Regions from separate parts of the Mus musculus genome. Here region 1 is linked to region 2. Evidence: chromatin contacts called from public HiChIP or PLAC-seq data. All regions are on one chromosome and are shown on one strand. The core of a region is the stretch at or near the end of the contact, and the rest is flanking DNA. Distances in the headings are between cores, read along the strand shown.

Region 1 (3,154 bases), core at 402-2,901, 360 kb after region 2:
CCTCAGACTAAACCTTTGTAGCAGGAATAGTCTCAGCTACTTCACACCCTCCCCACCATTACCTGTTTCTCCGGCCTCTGGAATTTCCAGAAGCTTGTATGCCAGAGCTGCCTGTCTCACGTGCCCAGTCTGTTCCTGTCCTTTCAGGGCTGTCACACCACACCGCCATCAGAAACCTTTTAAATCTGTCATGTTACCAACAACACCCTCAGTCCTCTGCTCTTTTTCCCACCCTTCAAATAAAACCAAAAGTTCTTACAGTGTAGGAGCTCCAAGTATTCTTCTCCTGCTCAGTGTCACGGATGCTTGGATCCCAGCATGCATGCCTGAGCCTGCTGTTTCCTTTGCCTGCCTGAGGATGCCTTGACCTTTACACTCATGGTGTTTTGGGCCAAATAATCCTTTGTTATGAGGGACTGTCTCACGCTTTAAGACACCTGGCCCTCTATACATTATATGTCCTTGGCAACTCCCAGTCTGTCAATCAAGTTATCTCAGGTGCCAAAGCAATTGCTTAGCAGAATGCCATTTGGCAGTATGCTTGAGGCTCTGAGTTCAACCTCTGGTAGTGCAAATAGCAATTATCATCTCCTAGCCATGGGCAGCTTAGTTGTAGATCATAGGCCTCTCATGTAGATTGTCCCGGATATATTCCCCAGTGCCACAAAAAGTGTGTGTATTCCACACTGGTGCCAAATGTAAAGAGGGTAAATCCATAGTCCACAGTCAGAATGTCCATTAGATTTCAGCTCCTATCCTCAGAAAACTTCCTGTGATTTGGTCAAATATTCCTAAGCCAGGGACTTCTCTGCATAGCAACAAACATGACATACACTTAAAGGTTGTTTTGATTTGGTTTTGGTTTCTTTTTTTTTTTTTTTTTTTTTTTTTTTTTTTTTTTACCCATTTATTTATTTATTATATTTAAGTACACTGTAGCTGTCTTCAGATGCACCAGAAGAGGGCGTCAGATCTCATTACAGATGGTTGTGAGCCACCATGTGGTTGCTGGGATTTGAACTCAGGACCTTCGGAAGAGCAGACAGTGCTCTTAACTGCTGAGCCATCTCTCCAGCCCTTGGTTTTGTTTTGTTGTTGTTGTTGTTCTTGTTGTTGTTGTTGTTCTTGTTGTTGTTTTGGTTTGGTTTGGTTTTTCGAGACAGGGTTTCTCTGTATAGCCCTGGCTGTCTTGGAACTCACTTTGTAGACCAGGCTGGCCTCGAACTCAGAAATCCGCCACCTCTGCCTCCCGAGTGCTGGGATTAAAGGCCTGCACCACCACGCCTGGCTAGAGTTTATCTTTATGTTTATAAATGTATGATTACCTCTGTTACTCCCCCTTTGCCCCTATTTTTTCTGGGAGTCTTCTGTAGCCCAGGCTGACTTCAAACATTCTTATGTAATTGAGGCTAACCTTAAACTTCTTAAACTTACCTCCACCTCCTGAGCCGGGATTAAAGATGTGCCCCACCAAGCTCAGTTTATGTGGCTTTGGGGATTAAATCCAAGACTTTTTGCATGCTGGACCAACTCAACTACCACCCTATCCCTGATGACCATCTTGTTTCTGCCAGCCCACAGAGGTCCACCTGCTCCTGCTGACCCATTCCCAGCATCTGTGAGCTTTTCAATTTCAGAGATCATGTGTATTGTTTACTGTTCTGAGCACCTGACAGCCTGACTCACACAGCAGATTCTCAGGAAATGACCACATGTGTTCAAATAAAGGTCCACCCTATAAAGTCAGCAGATCTTTTGTATAGCCAATATTCTTCTGTTTCCTTAGATTTTGAAGTTTCTAGGAAATTCTGCCATTTATCTACATTATATAGAAGTTGAAGTGCCTTCAATATTTGGACAACTTGGTTAAATTGTAGTATATTCTGTCCCCTATTCCTTTCTTTTAAACTGCATTAGCATGGTCCCCAAAAGAATCCTAGTGAGGGACTGGAGAAATAGCTCTGGCTTAAACACGCACATTGATGACTTGTAACCACCTGCAACTCCAGCTCCAAGGGACTCACTCCAGGCCTTTGACCTCTGAGGGCACCTGTCTGAGTGCACATACGTACATGCTGACACATATGCGTGCACATTATTCATTAGTATATATAAGCCCGCACATGCCTGTAATCCTGCCTTTGATCCTAGCACCCGGGAGGTAGTCACCAAATTTCTGAGTTCAAGGATAGCCTGGTCTACAGAGTTAGTTCTAGGACAACCAGGGCTACACAGAGAAACTTTGTCTAAATTACGTGTGTGTGTGTTATAGCTGAGTGGTTAAATAAACAAATCTTTAAATAATATAAGTTAATTAGATTTGGCTTCAACATCAGATACCAAAAGAGTTTTTAGTATTTTGTCAGTAATTAAATTATAATCACAGTCTCTCACCAATCATGACAAAATTTGTTTTCCTACACTTTGAAACAAGACATTGTTGCTTTGTTTTGTCTTTTGAGACAGCATCTCTATTCATAACTCTGGCTGTCTTCAAGCTCACCGAGATCAGCATACCTCTACACCTGCTAATATTAAAAGCAAGTACCTCCATGCCTAGCTCAAATAGGAAATGTTCTCTGGCTTTGGGTTGTTTTGTTTTTTTTTTTAATTTATTTACTTCTTATTTTTTTGAGACAGGGTTTCTTTGTGTAGCCTTGACTTTCCTTGAACTAGCTCTGTAGACCAGGCTGACCTCAAACTCACAGAGATCCACCTGCCTTTGTCTCCCAAATGCTAGGATTAACGAGGCCTGCCTAGATGTTTTAAAATATAAGTGTTCAAAATGAAAATTACCAATATGGCTGTAGCTGTAGCTCTGTGGTAGAGTGTTTACAGGGGATATTTAGCACTGTAACAAAAATAATAAATATAACCCTAAATCCTGAATGCATGGGTTCATGTAGCTCAGGTTTGTCTGGTTCAACTCAGAATGATCTTAAACTCTTTCCTTCCTTCCTTCCTTCCTTCCTTTCTTTTCTTTTCTTTTCTTTTCTTTTGTAACTTTCTCTCAACTATGCATTGTGGCTGCCTAGAATTCACAATATACACCAGGCTGACCTTGATATTTTTACTTACGTGTATGTGTGTATATCTTTGTGAGTAAATACCACATGTGTTTAAGTGACAGTGGAGACTGGAAGGTGTCAGAGTC
Region 2 (2,962 bases), core at 273-2,772:
TGGCCCTCTGTTTCCCTTCTTCTGGGAGTCTTAGCTCTTACATGGCAGCCATCAGTTGTCCTCAGTGATGGGCGCCTGAATTTAATTCTCTGTTGTTGTTGTTGTTGTTGACCCACATTTCAGCCCGTTGTAGAGACATCAGTCCACAGTGACAACGCTTCTCTGGCCTCTGGAAGAAGGTTTCCAGGCTGGCTTTGCATCCCTAGCTGGTCATAGCTTGTCAGTTAGCTTCATTCTGTGAGGCTACAGGGTGGACATGGGGGTTGGGGTTCTTTTGAAAGGAGACATCTTTATCTTAAAAAAACAAAACAAAACAAAAGCAAAACAAAACTGATATCTTTGTTCCCCAAATGCAGCAGAATTCAGAGGAAGGGTTTGACCCCGTGATCCCTTCTCTATTATCTTAGAGGTCAGAGCAGCCAAACTCTGCTCTCTCCCTTCCCTGGCCTATGGCTGGTGTCTGGGCACTGAGTCAGGAGAGGGGGTGGGGGAGGAGATAGAGCCACCATCTGCTGCTAAAAACAGCAGCATCCACTGGTCCACAAACACCCTCTTTAGACCACTGTAATGTCAGGGAGCATTATAGTAGGTGATGTTGGTCTCCCTTTCCTCATGGCTCCTCTCCCTTGGGGCAGCATATAACCATCAGTAGGAAATTAGACCATCTTTGAGGAGCCAGGAGCCCCCTTTCTTCCATGTGCGGGTTGGCCCCATTAAGAACATTTTTCTTTTTTTCTTTTTTTAGCATCGGTTTCCCAACAGATGGATAGAGAAACATCCATGGATATGAAAAAAGAGGCCAGCAGGAGACCTGCTGCAGCAAGCCCCATCCCTTAGCTCTTAGACTTTAGGGATGCCTTGGCAGACAGAAAAGTCTTGGCCTCCCTGAGCTGGTCCATAGGACCCTTTGGCTACATAGTGGGTAGCAGCCAAAATGGGAGCCCTCACCCAGAGCCAGATCCCTGAGGAGGTCTATGGTGCTGAGAAACCATCACCTTCATACTGTTCAGATTGTATTCTGTGAGATGCCCTAGTGCCTACAGCTCTCCACCCCCCCCCCCCATCCTGCAGTGCCAGCCTGTGCTAGTTCAGCCTAGCACAACTGCCTGCTGTGTGCTCCTGTTTGGGGAGGCCTCTCCCTGTTAGCTAGCGACTGCTCTGCTCATAACTCTGGACCTTCTAAGAGTCGCCCAAGCCTACCCCTAGGCTCCCCTTTTCTCTTTCCATGCTGGAAGTTCCAAATGACAGGAAGGGTACCCAGGAGGCTTATTCCAGACAGATTTCACCCAGGAAACCTGGGAGGGGAGAGTAAATGAAATCATATTTCTTCATCCTCCCCTTACCAGGAGAAAGAAGGAACGCAAAGTATATCTGTGGAGGAGGAAAGCTCCTCCCTGCCTGTCTGCCTCTTCTGTGAAAACAACCGGCCATTCCGCCCTGGGCACTGTGGGGGCAGGGTGCTGGGTAAGTACAGGAGGAAGAAGGAAAGCTGATAAGATAAGCCCTGGCACATCTAGGTCACCAGGCTGCTGCCAGCCACCTGTGTGATTGGTCACCTTGAAACTGACAGGGGGATGGACTTTGGTTTAGGGCTAGACTGGCTGACTTCCCAAGCCTTGGTTTATTCAGTAAACATTTATTGAGCTCCATTAGGTGCCAGGTCATGTGCTAGGTATCCAGGCTCCTGTATGTCTCTAAACTGGCTAGCATGCATCCCAGGCTCGCAAGCAGTGCTAAAAACAGAAATGACTTCATTCAAAAAAAAAAAAAAAACTGAGCTTGCAAAGAAAAGGGAGGTTGGGGGTGGGTGAGATTGGGGAGCCTGTCTCTGGTGGTGGTAGGGGCTCTCTGGAGTCTTGAGCTTCTCTTCTTTGGGTTAAAGCCAAGGGTCAACAAGACTTTCTGTAAAGACCAGATAGTAAATATTGGGCTTTGCTGAGACTATTGTCTTAATGGCTGACCTCTGTGGTACTGGAGAAAATATCAACAAACAGCGCCAGAGCGCTGCGGAAACATGATTTACAAACACGAGTGGCCCTGGGCTTCCAGGCCTTGCTAGTGCCCGGGATAGATGTTTGAGACGACCATTGTGAACTGAGTGTTGGGGGAAGTGGCCGCACAGGCCTTCAGCAGGAATCTCCAGTTGGCGTGGCATGGATAGTATTGGGAATTGAGGCAACTGTATGGGAAATTCCATTCTGCTGGCTGGACTTTTTTCCCACCATAAGGTTAAGCTGCAGATCAAGCCAGCTTAAAAAGGCTCCTCATTCTAACTGGAAAATACTGTGTGTCCCCGTTGGGTAAAGAGTCAGTGGCGCCATTTTCAAATTCCTGAATTGAAAGGTTAAGTCACTTCTCCTTGAGGCCTGGCTTTGCACTGAGTTTTCAGTGTTACCTTGGACAAGTCTCTGAACCTCCCTGACCACTAAATAGACCATGAACACTGCTGGATGCAGCCCTGGGGCTGTTGAGGTGGCCAGAATATAACTAATGCCTATAGACAGCTTATGTTCCAGTGCAAATATACAAACAGCTACATTGTTATTATACAATGGGCTGAAACACACACACACACACACACACACACACACACACAGGCTTCTTATACAATGGGCTGAAACACACACACACACACACACACACACACACACAGGCTTCTGTATCTATCCTGCATAGATCTGAACTCTAGCTCTGTGGATAAGACAGGAGTCCATTCTGAGTGGAGTGTTTCTTAGAGAGTCATGCCTGGGGAACCACAGGTAAGGCAGATGAGCCGAGCCTGTTTCAGAAGCAGGAGGTCTGCAAATGTGAGCCACAGAGTAGAGTGAAAGGAGTTTAGACTCATTTTTGTGTGCTGTAGGGAACCACTAAATGGCTTTGAGGGAGGGGAGGTAACAATACAGTTTGACTAGAAACAGACAGGAATATTATGGTGTGGCCTGTTTCCTGAAGTTCCCACTTC

The links. HiChIP or PLAC-seq counts read pairs in DNA pulled down with a chosen protein or histone mark.
Region 1: a FOXA1 HiChIP or PLAC-seq map of pancreatic cancer cells shows a contact between it and region 2. The contact joins two enhancer-like sites. A contact is called at or near these places in 2 of 115 datasets of contacts at active chromatin or transcription factors (embryonic stem cells and pancreatic cancer cells) and 1 of 9 other capture datasets (pancreatic islet).

What each region holds. Positions count from the first base shown.
Region 1 is chr11:86,597,243-86,600,396 of GRCm38.p6, reverse strand. The region is part of intron 10 of Vmp1 (vacuole membrane protein 1); the gene reads left to right. It overlaps Gm46289 (a long non-coding RNA gene), which reads right to left. Exons shown (of 2, transcript XR_001780284.2): 2 at 1,902-3,154. Among named protein-coding and RNA genes, the nearest start is that of Gm46289, 8.2 kb to the right of the region's middle. Within about 2 kb of position 1,651, at least 37 of the 459 cell types and tissues checked have an H3K27ac peak or open chromatin away from gene starts, as enhancers often do. A contact at or near this core is called in pancreatic cancer cells and pancreatic islet, where this site is marked.
Region 2 is chr11:86,960,716-86,963,677 of GRCm38.p6, reverse strand. The region is part of intron 2 of Ypel2 (yippee like 2); the gene reads left to right. Among named protein-coding and RNA genes, the nearest start is that of Gm51915, 21 kb to the left of the region's middle. Within about 2 kb of position 1,522, at least 103 of the 459 cell types and tissues checked have an H3K27ac peak or open chromatin away from gene starts, as enhancers often do. A contact at or near this core is called in pancreatic cancer cells and pancreatic islet, where this site is marked.